Linked DNA regions of Sus scrofa: all the other regions are linked to region 2. A link is a contact called in public HiChIP or PLAC-seq data. All regions are on one chromosome and are shown on one strand. The core of a region is the stretch at or near the end of the contact, and the rest is flanking DNA. Distances in the headings are between cores, read along the strand shown.

The links. HiChIP or PLAC-seq counts read pairs in DNA pulled down with a chosen protein or histone mark.
Region 1: a contact with region 2 is called in an H3K27ac HiChIP or PLAC-seq map of alveolar macrophages. The contact joins two enhancer-like sites. A contact is called at or near these places in 1 of 47 Hi-C or Micro-C datasets (embryonic fibroblasts) and 2 of 2 datasets of contacts at active chromatin or transcription factors (alveolar macrophages and skeletal muscle).
Region 3: an H3K27ac HiChIP or PLAC-seq map of alveolar macrophages shows a contact between it and region 2, with 4 times the contacts expected there. The contact joins the promoter of BET1 here to the enhancer-like site in region 2. A contact is called at or near these places in 1 of 5 promoter capture datasets (liver), 3 of 47 Hi-C or Micro-C datasets (alveolar macrophages, embryonic fibroblasts and retroperitoneal adipose tissue) and 2 of 2 datasets of contacts at active chromatin or transcription factors (alveolar macrophages and skeletal muscle).

What each region holds. Positions count from the first base shown.
Region 1 is chr9:73,976,809-73,979,508 of Sscrofa11.1, reverse strand. It overlaps LOC102163402 (a long non-coding RNA gene), which reads right to left. Exons shown (of 8, transcript XR_002335814.1): 7 at 2,268-2,399. Among named protein-coding and RNA genes, the nearest start is that of BET1, 190 kb to the right of the region's middle. Within about 2 kb of position 1,263, at least 22 of the 83 cell types and tissues checked have an H3K27ac peak or open chromatin away from gene starts, as enhancers often do. A contact at or near this core is called in alveolar macrophages, where this site is marked.
Region 2 is chr9:73,883,967-73,886,666 of Sscrofa11.1, reverse strand. The region is part of intron 3 of LOC102163402 (a long non-coding RNA gene); the gene reads right to left. Among named protein-coding and RNA genes, the nearest start is that of BET1, 93 kb to the right of the region's middle. Within about 2 kb of position 1,341, at least 16 of the 83 cell types and tissues checked have an H3K27ac peak or open chromatin away from gene starts, as enhancers often do. A contact at or near this core is called in alveolar macrophages, retroperitoneal adipose tissue and skeletal muscle, where this site is marked.
Region 3 is chr9:73,791,379-73,794,078 of Sscrofa11.1, reverse strand. It overlaps BET1 (BET1 homolog), which reads left to right and starts at 1,426. Exons shown (of 4, transcript XM_003130153.5): 1 at 1,426-1,614. The coding sequence starts at 1,596. It overlaps LOC102163402 (a long non-coding RNA gene), which reads right to left and starts at 1,353. Exons shown (of 8, transcript XR_002335814.1): 1 at 1,121-1,353.

The DNA of each region.
Region 1 (2,700 bases), core at 14-2,513, 93 kb before region 2:
TAGTCATTATTCATAGTAGCCAAAAGGTGGAAACAACCCAAATGTCCATCAACTGATGAATGTATGAATAAAGTGTGGAATATACACATAATGGAATATTATTTGGCCATAAAAAAGAATTAAGTACTACAACATGAATAAACCTGGAAAGCATTATGTTAATGAAAGAAGATAGTTGCAAAAGACCAAATTTAAATTATTTTATTTATATGAAATGTCCCAAATAGGAAAATTTAAAGAGACAGAAAGTAGATTAATGGTTGTCTACGGCTGGGGGTTGAGGGTGGGAGGTGTTGGGTGTTGGTAGATAAAGGGTACAGGAGTTTCTTTTTGGCGACGAATATTTTCTAAAATTGTAGTTACTGTTGCAAAATTGTGCATATACTAAAATCATCGAACTGTACACTTTTTCCTTCCTTCCTCCCTTCCTTCCTTCTTTCCTTTCTTCTTTCTTTCTTTTTTTTCTTTCAATTTGTAGGGGCGCACCTGCAGCACATGGAAGTTCCCAGGCTAGGGGTCGAATTGGAGCTACAGCAGCTGGCTTACATCACAGCCACAAGAACTCAGGATCCAAGCCACATCTGTGACCTACACCACATCTCACGGCCACACTGGGTTCGTGACCCACTGAGCAAGCCCAGGGTTCGAACCTGCAGCTTCATGGATCCTAGTTGGATTTGTTTCTGCTGTGCTACAATGGGAACTCCGAATTGCACACTTCAGATGGGTGAATTGCATGGTATGTGGATTATATCTCAGTAATGCTATTACTAAAACAAGTCGCCATGTAACAAAATGATGATCAATCTTAAGCTGAAATTCCATCAGTGTCAAACCATATTTTATTCAACACACTTAGACAGTTTTAAAAAGTTTATCTCAAGCAGATCCTGTGTGTAATAGTATTTTGATGAGGACAAATGCTTTCCCCAAATTGCCTGTCTTAATGGTAGGGAATTTGACTAATCACCACTCCTAATCTACACTAATGGAGACTAAACTTTCACATGAAGGCCTTGTATGCCCCCTCTTTTTTTGCTGGTTTTTTTTGTTTTGTTTTTTTTCGTTACGAAAGACATGACTGTCTGGGATCTCACTTTTACAGTGTGACGCAAACAGGATTTCTTAAAGACAGGAATGTTCAATAGAAGAATGATGATTAATCAGCACAGAAGAATTTCTAATGTCCTGGTTAACTTGTGGAGTCAAGTTGTTTGCTATCTTTTCATTGTTACTATAGAGATCAGGGAGCTGTAACCTCATGTGGTTTGGACAGGAAGCTTCTTCCACTTCATCAGCAACAAAAGGACAGAGGGCAGCAGTGCTGAGTTGGGGGAAGGCCTGCACATGAGAGGCAGGAGGCTCTTTCCTGAGCCTGTCCAGGGTTTCTGGGTTATGCTGGTGACTCTCGTTTGTGTCTCTTAGGTTTACTTTCCCTGTTACAAGTTTTCAAATTAGGTCCTGGGAAAAGATGTTTCAGCTTATTGACCTGAGCTATTTTTCTGAAACTCTCTACAACAGGATTCTCACCTTCCTGTGCTGTTATTAAATTTTATTTAAAGTAAGACAACAACATGACATTTCATTATTAAGTAAGTTTAAAAAGAGAATAGGAAAAAATTGTTAATAATTCAATCTGAACTGGCTAGAGGCAAATAGCTACATTAAAAATAAATGCATTTAGGGTGTAATCTTCTAGATTGTTTATAAAAATTATGCCAGGGACTAATAGGAAAATCAGAATAATTACCTATACATCCTACTTTTATATAAAACTGTATATTTTCTCCATATGATAAACTTATGGCTGGGGGAAATGCTATCATAAGAAACTCTGTGTGTTTGTGAAGATGCTGAACATGTGTCAGACATGTGTTCATAATGTAGACTTAGAGAATTTGTAAGAATTTGCTTTCTGCAACAGGGCAAGATATGGAATTATCAACATTATCCAGTTATCTAAAGGTCTTCTGGATGACAGGCTATTCCAAAAATTTTAAAATTAAGACACTTTTAAAAATAAAATATGTAGTTTGCTAATAAACTTAATATTCATGTTGATCATTTGCAAAAAGTTATTTCAAATGATTATTTTAATGCTTTACTGGAGTTCCCTTGTGGCTCAGTGGATTAGGATCTGGCATTATCACTGCCTTGGCTGTGATTACAGCTGTGGCACAGGTTCAGTCCCTGGCCCAGGAACTTCCTCATGCCATGGGTGTGCCCAAAAATAAATAAGATGTTTTAAAAGTAAATAAATGCTTTACATTCTGGAATTTCTTGTTGGCCTAGCACTTGAGGATTCAGTGTTGTCACTGATGTGGTGGGAGCTTGCCTCCTGGCCCAGGAGCTTCTGCTTGCCTCGAGCAAGAGAATTACATCATCATACTGGAACATTCCTGGATTAGGAAACAAAAGTGGAGCGTGTGTTAAGGGTCCAGCTTAGACGATTTGGGAGTCCATTCCACCTCCACACAAAGGGAGAGGTGACCACAGGGAGTGATAAGCTGGTTCAGCAGAACTGATACTTGCTTATGGCTCACTCTGTATGAAACTGCTATTGCAGGATTCTATTCTGGCAAGTGGATTTAGTAGTATGGTAGCAAATTTTTACAGTGTCTTTAAAAATCCTACATCTGTGAGCACAGATACTAAGTAGAACTTTAATCTGATTAGGAGTTGCAGCTTCGTGTTCTATTA
Region 2 (2,700 bases), core at 92-2,591:
AAAAAAATATATGTGTGTGTGTGTGTGTGTGTGTGTGTGTGTGTGTGTGTGTGTGTGTGTGTATACACATATATATATGTGCAAGTCCAGGGTCATATAATCTCTGCCTAACTTTCCTGTGCTCACTGACTCCCACCTCATCCAGGCATTTTGAGGGGGGATTTCCACACAGGTCCTTGAGAATAAGATTTCCCAGCTAAAAATAGCTTATTGGTCCCCTAACTGCTAAGGAAACCTCTTCTTCTTGCTTCCTTCCCTTCCTCTCATTCTCCTAACTTTTTCACTTCTAACCTTTGCCCCATTCCTTTGTGTCCTGTTTCCCCTTTCCTTTGCCCTAAGTTCCCCATGCCATCCTTATCCTCACAGACTAAGGGGACAGGGCATGGGGGGGTCATCGAGGTTTTCCATACACCCAAGTGCTTTGGAGTTGGTCTTCTGTATGGCTCTCCTGACTCCCTCTCTTCTCTGTGCCTGGCATAACAGAAGCTCTGAGAGTCAACGTGGTTGCAACATGACATAAGTGTGAGTCAAAAATGTTCATTTTCCACCTTCGTATTTTGCCTCTGCAAAATGTAAACCTTTCCTCGTTCACCTCACCACCACCCCCTAAAAATCTGCATCAAGCTCACGTGCATCTTCAACTCTCTCCTCTTTAACTGCCCCAAATGGAACTTTCCACAGTGTTTTGGCTTCCCTGAAGGTCTGAGGATCTAGTGCATGGCTTTAGTTTTATAATAAAAGGGTGATAAAATGTCTTTTTTTTTTTTTTTTCACCTTCTCCGCCAGCTTGTTCAGATTTGGCTCTCTTATCTTCCCTTGTATCTTAGTAAGATTTCCCTCCAGACATTTCTTTAAATGACTTGACAATAACCCTGCTATCTTCTAAGAACCTAACATCACTTTGGCTGCTTTAGAAAAAATGTGTCTGTTTTTCCATCTCATTAAGAAGCATCTTGCAATCTCTCTGAAAACACAAGAAAGGGATACACAGAGGGCCTCCCAGAATATGAAAGTCCCATTGAAATTAAATACAGCCCATTAGTGTTTTTTAATGACATCAAAGTGTTATCCATGCATTTAAAATATGTTCCATTTTGTTTGGGATATGGGTAGGGTATGATGTAAAAGCAAACATATTTGCTTCTTGGTTTATCATAGGAATCAGAAAAGAAGAGGAGAAAAGGGAAGAAAGGATGGCTCTGATTCTTTTAATCTCAGGTTATTTCTGAAATGACAAAATGATCTTTCAACATTCTCAGGACTCTCTTCCTGTTGCGACTGTTTCGCTGCTCTCAGGGGTGACTTGCCCAGGAAAGCATCCCTTTCGGTCTCTGTGGCTACCAAGCTGAGGCAGACATGGCCACAAGGTGTCACTATTGCTAAAATAGATCTCCACCTACAGATTCTGAAGTGATTATCCATCTATAATGTAGCTTTCCTTTTGTTCTAAGTAGGGTCTTTGGGAGAGGCACTTTTTGATCGGCAGTTATTAGTTGCCTCCTTCACTTCAAACACATTGTGACCCTGAGTGAGGCTCGGGTTTCTAATCTGGAAATTGGATAGAAGAAAACAATTCCTGTTTTTTAGAAAAGTTGTCAGCTTTAAAGTAGAAAACCTTGTATAGGTGAGTTTCACAGGCAGCACTGAGTAAGCTCTCAACAAAGGTTAGCTCCCTTAACTCAGAAGTGAGGGATTTGCTTGGCTGGTAGGAGTGGGCGAGAGGCTGGTACGTTTTGAGGCTGCCTTCCTTCCTACCGTCCTTCCTTTCTTTCAATTTTAAAGCTGCAAAACACCATCTGGTACAGAGTTCTGGCTATTGTTAACAGCCATGCCATTTAAAAATCATTTGAGAAAAGCTAAATACTATAGCTTCCTCTGACAGAGTCAAAATAGTAAAGTCATATTAAAGTATCTAAGGGGTCCTGTTATAAAGAAACCTGTCTAATTGGTCTCTTTTGTTGAACCCAAAGTTCCCTAAATTTCTTTGAGACAAGAATTTTTTTTATTATCATCCGGACTCGGAAACTTTAGTCTGGATTAAGTTCTTAGTTTGTACAGATGAGAAAAGAGAAACCCAGAGAGTAAGGTTTGGTTCACAAAACACATCTTGGAAGGGGCAGAGATGGTCTGGAAGCCCTGCTGTGTTAGAGTGGTTTTTACCAGCTCACAAGAACCAGTTGTGCTCATTTCTTTCCAATCTTGTGTTTAGTGATAACCAGGTTAGCTTGCCTGACATGCAGCAAGCCAGAGGCTGAGAGGCACGGGTTTACAGCCAAGGACGAGTTGATTCACAAGTCAGCCGAGCAAGGAGATGAGAGAACAAATACCAGAACTGCCTCCCTGAAGGTCAAGGGGTTGGGATATTAATGGGATGAGCAGGACGGTCTTAGGAGTAGGGAAGGTGACTGGAGGCAGGGAAGGGGAGGAAACAGCTGTCCTGCACAGGTGCTCTGGGCCTTGTGCATTCAACATGGAGGTGCTTAGCATGACCCAAGGGTGGGGTTCCCAGCCCTCACATCGAAAGGCCATTCATTGGACATCAGGCCCAGTTTTAGGGCCTGTTTTAGGCTCAGGGGTCTCAACCAGTCCCCAGACAGCCTGCACAGGGCAGGAGTTAACTCCAAGTTCCTATGAAACAACTGGGCTGTGTGAAGCTAGGAAGATGTGCAATTAAATAGAGGAAAGAAAGAAAGAAAAAAC
Region 3 (2,700 bases), core at 177-2,676, 93 kb after region 2:
ATATTTTCTTCTTTCATATTTTATTATTATGTCTCCCTATAATGTAAAGGAAGCATTATCCCCTTTATAAGAGGATAAGTACATATGTAATTTAAATAATCTGTTTTGGTAAGCTTAACATCAGATTTAAAAATTTTTACATTACCACAAGAAATCTTTTTAAGATGATTTTTCTGACATGCTTTGGTTATAGAACACATGCACTTCTTAGAAAAAAAAGGGACTGTCACAGATATTAAGTTAAAATGCCATTTCTCTTATTGAACCTTCAGTGTTTATTTGCAATAACTGTCTCTGATTCCCCTGTTTTTAGAAAATGGTTGTTTATTTTTATGAAGACTGTTTTTCTCTCAAAACGCTATTGGATTAATCTTATTTCCCATGTTAGTAACTTTTATTAAAAATTGGTTTTTGTGTGTTGTATTTTACAAAAACAACCTTGGGGCAGAGACTTACTCTACCATTACTACAGTCAATGTTCATATTGGGAAACTGTGGGGGGAGCACCAAATGATCAGCGATTATTGCATTCTCAAAAATCTCTAGTATGGAGAGTATCCCAACTGTCATACAGCAGCAACGACAAAACGGCTAGAATCCAGGGGTTTCTGATCAACTAATGCACATCAGATTTTTTTTTAAGTTATTTCAGTTAATCCTCACAATAATCCCCGTGAGATAAAATGAAAGTCTAGGACTAACCCCAATTCCAGAATGACTCTACCCTCACTAACAAGCTTTTAAACACTGGCACATTACCACGTGTAAACAATATTTCGGCATTCTTTGTGTAAGTTAAAAAGGACAAACAGTATTTTAGTATTCTTTGTTTAAGTTAAACAGTTCTAAAGGAAGTTTAGGGGCCTTCGGTCCCTTCAAAACTAATAGCCTCGGATCCTTCTAGCAATGTAACCAACCCAGTAACAGGGAACGGAGTCTTCAGTGCCTCAGAGGAAACCAGGCTACTTTCATTGCCTTCTTTAATCCGAGCAGCAGCCCTACTCCACGGTTTTCTCTACTGGGTGACCTGGAACAAGTCGGTTACCCTCTTCTTTCCCTTCTATGGGTCCCCACTTGTGTGTGAGTTAAGAAACTTGAATAAAGTTTTCTTTGACTTTACCTGAACTAACTCCAGGTGAGAGAAGTGAGAGGCTGAATCAGGAAAAAGAAGTCAACCATCCTCTCTTGGTCTGGGAAGGGTAGATGAACTCAGTTGAACAGCTGAGAGCCAGCGCCAGCCCAAGAGCTGAGCTCCAGGGTCCTGGTTGCAGAGTGGAAGTCGGGCCGCGCGCCCTTCTTACGCAAGCCCCGCCCGCTCCTCCACCCGGCTTCATCCTACGCTTCAGCCCGGCTTCTAGCCTCGGCGGCGAACTACATTTCCCAGAATGCCATTCAAGCCACCTCGCGAGGCCAATAAGTGCCTTGGGTGACGCCATCAGCCAGCGCGATGTTTAGACTCCACTGATGTCGTGGCGCTTTGGGGAAAGAAGTTGGTGTTTCGCCGGGCCCTGGTACTGAGGACGCTGTCCGGGTGGCCCCTAGCCTCTTCCTGCCCACCCCGTCGGCCCGCCTTTTCCCCCCGCTCCTCTGGCAGGATGAGGCGTGCAGGCCTGGGTAAGAAGAGGGCTGAGATTCGAAGTTCGGGGGCCGCAGAACTGGCGGTGCTGGGTGCCGGGACACGGGAGGAAGTCAGACCTGTCTCCTGTCACTGGAATCAGCCAGAAAGCAGGAGGTCTGGAGGGGTCTTTGGAGACGGTGCCAAGTGGAAACACACCGTTTTGTCCCAGATTCTGGGGGTCCTTAAGTTTGGTTCAGTCCCAAGTACTGGATGGTAAGTTTAGAGAGAGTAGTGGAGGGCTTGGGGTGAGGTATGCCCAGGTGTCAACTACTGAGTTTTTAGTGTTACTGCCTGAGCGTGATTATGGAAATTGCTGAGTTTCTCGAAATCTGTCTTCGGTTTCTTTTAGGGGGGCCTAATGTTAATTTCTTCAGAAGCGAAATTTGAGAAGTTAGTGTTGCATGCAAAGCACACCAATAATCATATTAGTCTGGTAACAGTGAGTTACAAAGGTAAAGGTGACATTACAACTGTTAAAGGCCATGATCTGGAACTTCAGGGTCAAAGGCCATTTAACCTAGAACATTTCTTATATAAGACTTGTTCACCTGTTAAGGCTGTAGAATGTGGTAATACTTGGTGACTTAGCATTTGTTCTTGACCTTTTGGCTTAGGAAGCAAGTTCATAAAGCAGCAGAAATAAGTTAGGTACAAGGACTTATAATGGGACTTATAACACACAGCCATTAAAACAGTATTTTCTGATTCCGAAGCTATTAAGAGATGACTGGGAAAAAAGAAAAGAGAAAAACCTTCTAAATCAGTGCACAGTATACCTGACAAAATATAGGAAATATTTTTTAAAAGATAATGTTACCTTTTTTAGTTCTTATAATAAGGTGGGAGGAAAAAGTTTTTCAAAAGTGCCAGGTATTTAAAGTTAGTGAAAGTTGCAGTAACTCTAGGCACATACATTGGTTAGTAAATTGTAGTATGAGAAACAGCTTTTGAAATATGTAGTCTGTATGAATGATGAATACTTGGATCATAGAAGAAAGTTAGCCAGGTACATTGTAGAGAAAAAAGATAACTCATTTTGAACAAGTTTAGTTTTATATACTTAAGTGTTTTTCCGTTTTATC